Linked DNA regions of Mus musculus: region 2 is linked to region 1. The links are chromatin contacts, called in public HiChIP or PLAC-seq maps. All regions are on one chromosome and are shown on one strand. Each heading gives the region's core, a stretch centred on a gene start, on an enhancer-like site or on the middle of the called end of the contact. The rest is flanking DNA. Distances are from core to core; before and after follow the strand shown.

Region 1 (3,041 bases), core at 220-2,719:
CTCATATCTATTTTGTTTCCCCTTCTGAGAAAGATTCAAGCATCCTCCCTTGGGCCCTCCTGGTTATTTGGGCTCTAAGGGTCTGTTGATTATAGTGTGGTTATCCTGTACTTTATGGCTAATATCCACTTATAAGTGAATACATGCTATGCATGTCCTTTTGAATCTGGGTTACCTTGTTCAGGATCATATTTTCTAGTTCTATACATTTGCCTAAGAAATTCATGATGCCCTTGTTTTTAGTAGCTGAATAGTATTCCATTATGTAGATGTAGCACATTTTCTGTATCCATTCTCCAGTTGAGAGACATCTACATTGTTTCCAGTTTCTGGCTATTACAAATAAAGCTGCTATGAACATAGACAAATGTCTTCAACCCAAAATGTTTCTTGCCTACAAGATGTGCAGTGACAAAGAGCAGAGACTAAAGGAATGGCCAACCAAGACTGCCCCAAATTGAGACCCATTCCATGGGCAAGAGCCCTGATACTATTAATTATACTCAGTTATGCTTGCAGACAGGAACCCAGCATAACTGTCCTCTGAGAGGCTCCATCCAGCAGCCAGTGGAAAGACATGCAAAGACTCACACTCAAGCATTAGATGGAGCTGCGGGGGGTCTTAGAGAAGAATTGAGAGAAGGATTGATGGACATGAAGAGGACAGTGTTAACTGACCTGGACCTTAGGGGCTCCCAGAGACTGAACCACCAGCCAAAGAGCTAGCACAGGCTGGACCTAAACCCTCTGCACATATGTAGCAGATAAGCAGCTTGGTCTTCACGCGGGTCCCCCAACAACAGAAGCAGGGGATATCTCTGAGTCTGCTGCCTGTTCGCCTACCTGCGAATGCCATTCCCCTAAATTGTCCACCTTGTCTGCCCTCAGTGGGAGAGGATCCACCTCGTCCTGCAGCGACTTGTGCGTGGAGGGGGGAGCGACACTCAGAGGGACACTTAAAGAGGGAAAAGGTGGAATGGGGGGAGAACTTTTGTGAGGAGGTACTGGGAGGAGAGGAAGGGCTGATACTGGGCTGTAAAGTGAATAAATACTTATTTTTTTTAAAAGAAGGTAATAGAGAAGCGTAAGCTAAAACGATGTAAAAATTAGACTTTGGTGATGTAGCCCTAATCAGACAAACTGGGGCTTGAATATTGGCTTTCCCCAACACTAGACAGGTCATGTGGGACAAGCCAGTTGACCTGTTTCTCACATTGACTAGGATGTGGAGTGGAGCATGGTCATGGCACACACTCTTATAGGGCCGTGGGGGGCTTAGGAGAGACTGTATACCCACCATACTAATCGGTTTGTCAGGATTTGGCACACGGTCATTCACTCCCCAGGTTCTTGAGTGATGAGAAAGTTGGAAGGGACAAGAAAATGGATGGAGTGTAGTTCTCCATGACCAGAATAAGCCAGACTGCACTTCTCTTCTTCAAAGGTTTTGAAACAGAGGGCATGTTCCCTGCTGACTGTGCCTGGAAGGTATGTGACATCCCACAGAAGAGACCAACAGTATGCTCAGCACAGAGTAATGTAAATATCTTACAGTCATGACGTGTTCAAGGAGATATTTCACTTCAGCAAAGTAAAACAAACCCAGAAACTACTGAAACCCTAGTTCCCATGTTTGAGCAAGAAGATGATAAGACAAAGATAAAGAAGGATTTTTAAAAAAAACCGCTCTAATGCACCCCCCTTGTGAACTAGAAATGATTTTTGGAATTTATTAAGAAATCAAAAAGCAGGACCATCAAGATGGCTCAGTGGGTCAGATGTTCACAGTTGAGCCTGGTGCACTGAGTTTGATTCCCAGGACTCATATAGTAGAACTGACTCTCATAATTTGTCCTCTGACCTGTGGATGCATGTGAACACACACACACACACACACACACACACACACACACACACACACACACACACTAAATGTAAAAAGATCTTTAAAAAAACCATAAAGCAAGGACTATTTGAGGACTCACTATATTCCATAGAGCACAAGTTGCTGTGTGTAATAAGGACACGTTGCTAGATTACGATAACAGAGATGACTGCTTGCTTTTAACTCAGAGAGCATAGACAGAACCCACCTACATGCAGAAAAAGCAATCCCTTGACAACATTTGGAGCTAATTTTCTCAAATCTATCAAAAATCTCATAAAATTGTTTTCCAAAGACTAGGAAATTAGTATCTGTGGCTAGTTTGTGTTGCTCAGTATTTCAACTTGTAGGAGCTATTTCTCTCCTTCTTCCTGTGGGTCCCAGGGATTGATCCATCAGGATTTACCCTTTGAGCTGTTTTTCTGGCTCTTCTGATGACCCTTTTAAAATCATTTGGTTTAATGTTGCAAGTATTATACTGAAAATAGGGTATCCTGAAGCAACAACAATAAAACCCAACTGTGGTGGTATGAATGGAAATGGCCTCCGTGGTCTGATGTGTTTGAATGCTTGGCCCATAGAGAGTGGTATATTAGGAGGTGTGGCCTTATTGAAGTGGGTTGGAGGAAGTGTGTCACTGTGGGGGTAGGTTTTGTGGTCTTCTACACTCAAGCTATGCCCAGTATGGTACACAGTCTCCTCCTGCTGCCAGTGGTAGAACTCTCAGCTCCTTCTTCAGCACCACATCAGCCTGCATATCACCTTTTCCCCACCACGATGATAATGAACAAAACCTCTGAAACTGTAAGCCAGCCCCAGTTTAAATGTTCCCTTTGTAAGAATGGCTGTGGTCATGGTGTCTCTTCACAGCAATGAAAACCTTAAGACACTCAAAGGAGAGTATTGTATAGTACAGATAGCTTGGGAGAAAGGATTTGGAGTCTTTTTACCTCAAAGAAGTGATAAGTAGGTACCTAGGAGACAGGCTTATCTGAATTTGAATATTCCGCAGGATATTAAAACATGGTACAATACTCCTCAGATATGTCCAATTTTATGTGTCAATTTTAAAAAAGTTAAAAGGAATCTCAAATCCTGATTGCACACCACACCAAACACACCAGGATGTGTATGTGGGGGACCCAGGCAGCCACAC
Region 2 (3,041 bases), core at 187-2,686, 210 kb before region 1:
ACGTGGTATTTTTCTATGATCCATGAAATACTGGCTTTATTGACCTGTGGTTAGACACCCTGGGATGTTGCCTCAGGCTTGCAGTAGACAGGTTTTGTACCACAATAATAGCAAGACCATTCATATCATCCAGGACCAAGAAACTGAGCCTGGTAGTGCCTGCTTGTAACTCTAGCGCTTGGGAGGCATTTGCTGGAGGGTGGAAGTCCAAGCTCATATTCAGCTGCACAGTTAATATGAGACCAACCTGAACTATGAGACCCTGTCTCAAAACAACACACACACACACACACACACACACACACACACACACGGGGGGGGGGGGATTGGAAAAGTAGCAGAGAACTGACTATTGCTTCTATACCCTTATAGCAAGCTAGATTTGTTGACACTTAAAGAGTTTAGTGTGCAGTGAGGGGGGTTTATAAAACCTTCTTTGGGCTAAAAATCAATGTCACCATTTGCTCCTACTTAGGTTTAGGTAAGTAATCTGACTTCCCCATGCCTTAGTTTCTCAAGATAGAAAGAACAGTACTTATCTCACAGCACTGACGTGATGTTGAGATGAGTCGATATTAATAGATATAAAATGTTTAAGATGAGTTAAGATCTAGCACGAGAGTCACGTGACTATGTAGTCATAACTTTGCTAATGATGGTTATAACCTGTGATGGTTTGTATATCCTTGGACCAGGGAGTGGCACCATCTGAAGGAGTGGCCTTGTTGGAATAGGTGTGAACTGGTTAGAATGGGTGTGTCACTGTGGGTGTGGGTATAAGATCCTCACCCTAGTTGCCTGGAAGTCAGTCTTCCACTAGCCGCCTTTGGATGAAGACATAGAACTCTCAGCTCCTCCTGTGCCATGCCTGCCTGGATACCTTGATGATAATGGACTGAACCTCTGAACCTGTAAGCCAGCCCCAATTAAATGTTGTTTTTTATAAGACTTGCCTCGGTCATGGTGTCTGTTCACAGCAGTAAAACCCTAACGAAGACATAACCTTTTCATGAACATTCGTGTGTAAGCACTCCGTGAACAATGGCAATGGAAGTACTTACTGTTCAGTAACAAGTTCCCCAAAGCAGGGAAGCATCCTGAAGCACAAAATGCATTTTCTTTTTATGAACCTTGTCTGAATTACCCACCTCTGAGTAAGAAAGTGGGAATGACATACTAATGGAAAAACAGGCTAATGTGCCTGCCCCCACCTCCCATTCGTGGGGTGGAATCATTTATGGGAACACTCTCCAACTTTCTAAATGCTGCAATCAAATCGCTGCATGGAGAAAGCTACAGAACCAAGTTCCAAACAATGAAAATATCAGTTTCTCCGTGGAGCTGGTCCAACCATCTGGCATTCATATGTCGTTCTGGGGTGGGTGATCGTACAGGCGAGTAATGACCCAACCCTACTTCTAGGCGAGTGAGTGGCTTTCGTACAGGAAGCTTTCTCTGGTCACTTGTGGCTGGTCACTGTTACCAGAAGAAGCCTCCTCCCCCCACTTCCCCTGTTGCCGATTTAAATTCAGATCTTTCTTCAAGGGCCCAAAAAAAAAAAAAAAAAAAAAAAAAAAAAGAAAAGAAAAAAGTAAAAGAAAAAGACTTAGCATGCCTCTGGGGAGTTCAAGGCACTGAGGATTCAGTATTTCATAAATAAATGTGTTCTTCAAGGCAGTTTCTAAGAAAGAAAGGGCCGACCCTGTTAGGCAGGCCAGACACAGTTTAATGACAATTGCCTCTTCTAAATGGATCTAAATTAAATATTGATAATCTTAGTTCATGATAAAATCTAGTTTTTTTTTGTTTTTTTTTTTTTTTTTGGGGGGGGACGAAAGGTTTTATTTGGCTCACATATCGAGACCACAGTCTACCATTGAGGGAAGTCAGGGCAGGAACTCAAGCAAGAGCAGAGGCAGGGACAATGGAGGAAAGCTGTCAGCTGTCTTGTTCTGGGCCATTTACTCAGCTTGCTTTCTTATCACCCAGGGTCACCTTCCTAGAAGTGGCACTGTCCACACTGGGCTGGATCTTCCCACATCAGTAGTTAATTAAGAAACAGAAATCACTATTCAAGAAAACAGACATGCCAACAGGCCAGTCTGATGGAGGTAAATCTTCAACTGCAGTTCCTTCTTCTCGTGTGACTCCAGTTTGTGTCTAGTCAATACAATATGATGAAGCAAGTGGAGTAGCCGTCATTTCTTTCTTTTTTTTTTTTTTTGTAGTTTTAAATTTATTTATGGTAATTTTTAACACTTAGTAAATACTATCTACAGTTAAACTACTTGTTCTTTTTTTTTTTCTTTCCATTTTTTATTAGGTATTTAGCTCATTTACATTTCCAATGCTATACCAAAAGTCCCCCATACCCACCCACCCCCACTCCCCTACCCGCCCACTCCCCCTTTTTGGCCCTGGCGTTCCCCTGTTCTGGGGCATATAAAGTTTGTGTGTCCAATGGGCCTCTCTTTCCAGTGATGGCCGACTAGGCCATCTTTTGATACATATGCAGCTAGAGTCAAGAGCTCCGGGGTACTGGTTGGTTCATAATGTTGATCCAACTATAGGGTTGCAGATCCCTTTAGCTCCTTGGGTACTTTCTCTAGCTCCTCCATTGGGAGCCCTGTGATCCATCCATTAGCTGACTGTGGGCATCCACTTCTAAAATCTAGTTTTGATAAACCTTGGAACACAGACAGGTACTTCTTATTTCTTTAGTATAAGCTGTGAATTTTGTTAGCATTTTATCTTTTCCCCATAGTGTGAGACTTGACATACAGTTGAAGGCGCATTTGTTCCTTTAAAATAATTACTCTAAGGAGCTGAGCTACTAAGTTAGGTATACTTACTTGGTAGATTCTAAGGAGTGCTTTAAAAATATTGGGAGCAGTGTATGACAGTGGAAGACTGTCATAAAATGCCAATAGTGTGATAGGTTTTTCTTTTTAAACCAGAAAAAGGTGAAAAGGAAGCTGGAAACCAGAAGTGATACTCGTGAGACAAGTTAAACAGAAACACAAATTAAAATATACATCAGC

The links. HiChIP or PLAC-seq counts read pairs in DNA pulled down with a chosen protein or histone mark.
Region 2: a contact with region 1 is called in a CTCF HiChIP or PLAC-seq map of the NIH/3T3 cell line, with 8 read pairs. The contact joins two enhancer-like sites.

What each region holds. Positions count from the first base shown.
Region 1 is chr4:58,357,654-58,360,694 of GRCm38.p6, reverse strand. All of the region lies in intron 11 of Musk (muscle, skeletal, receptor tyrosine kinase), which reads right to left. Among named protein-coding and RNA genes, the nearest start is that of Musk, 73 kb to the right of the region's middle. Within about 2 kb of position 1,469, at least 8 of the 459 cell types and tissues checked have an H3K27ac peak or open chromatin away from gene starts, as enhancers often do. A contact at or near this core is called in the NIH/3T3 cell line, where this site is marked.
Region 2 is chr4:58,566,911-58,569,951 of GRCm38.p6, reverse strand. No RefSeq gene overlaps it. Among named protein-coding and RNA genes, the nearest start is that of Lpar1, 15 kb to the right of the region's middle. Within about 2 kb of position 1,436, at least 32 of the 459 cell types and tissues checked have an H3K27ac peak or open chromatin away from gene starts, as enhancers often do. A contact at or near this core is called in the NIH/3T3 cell line, where this site is marked.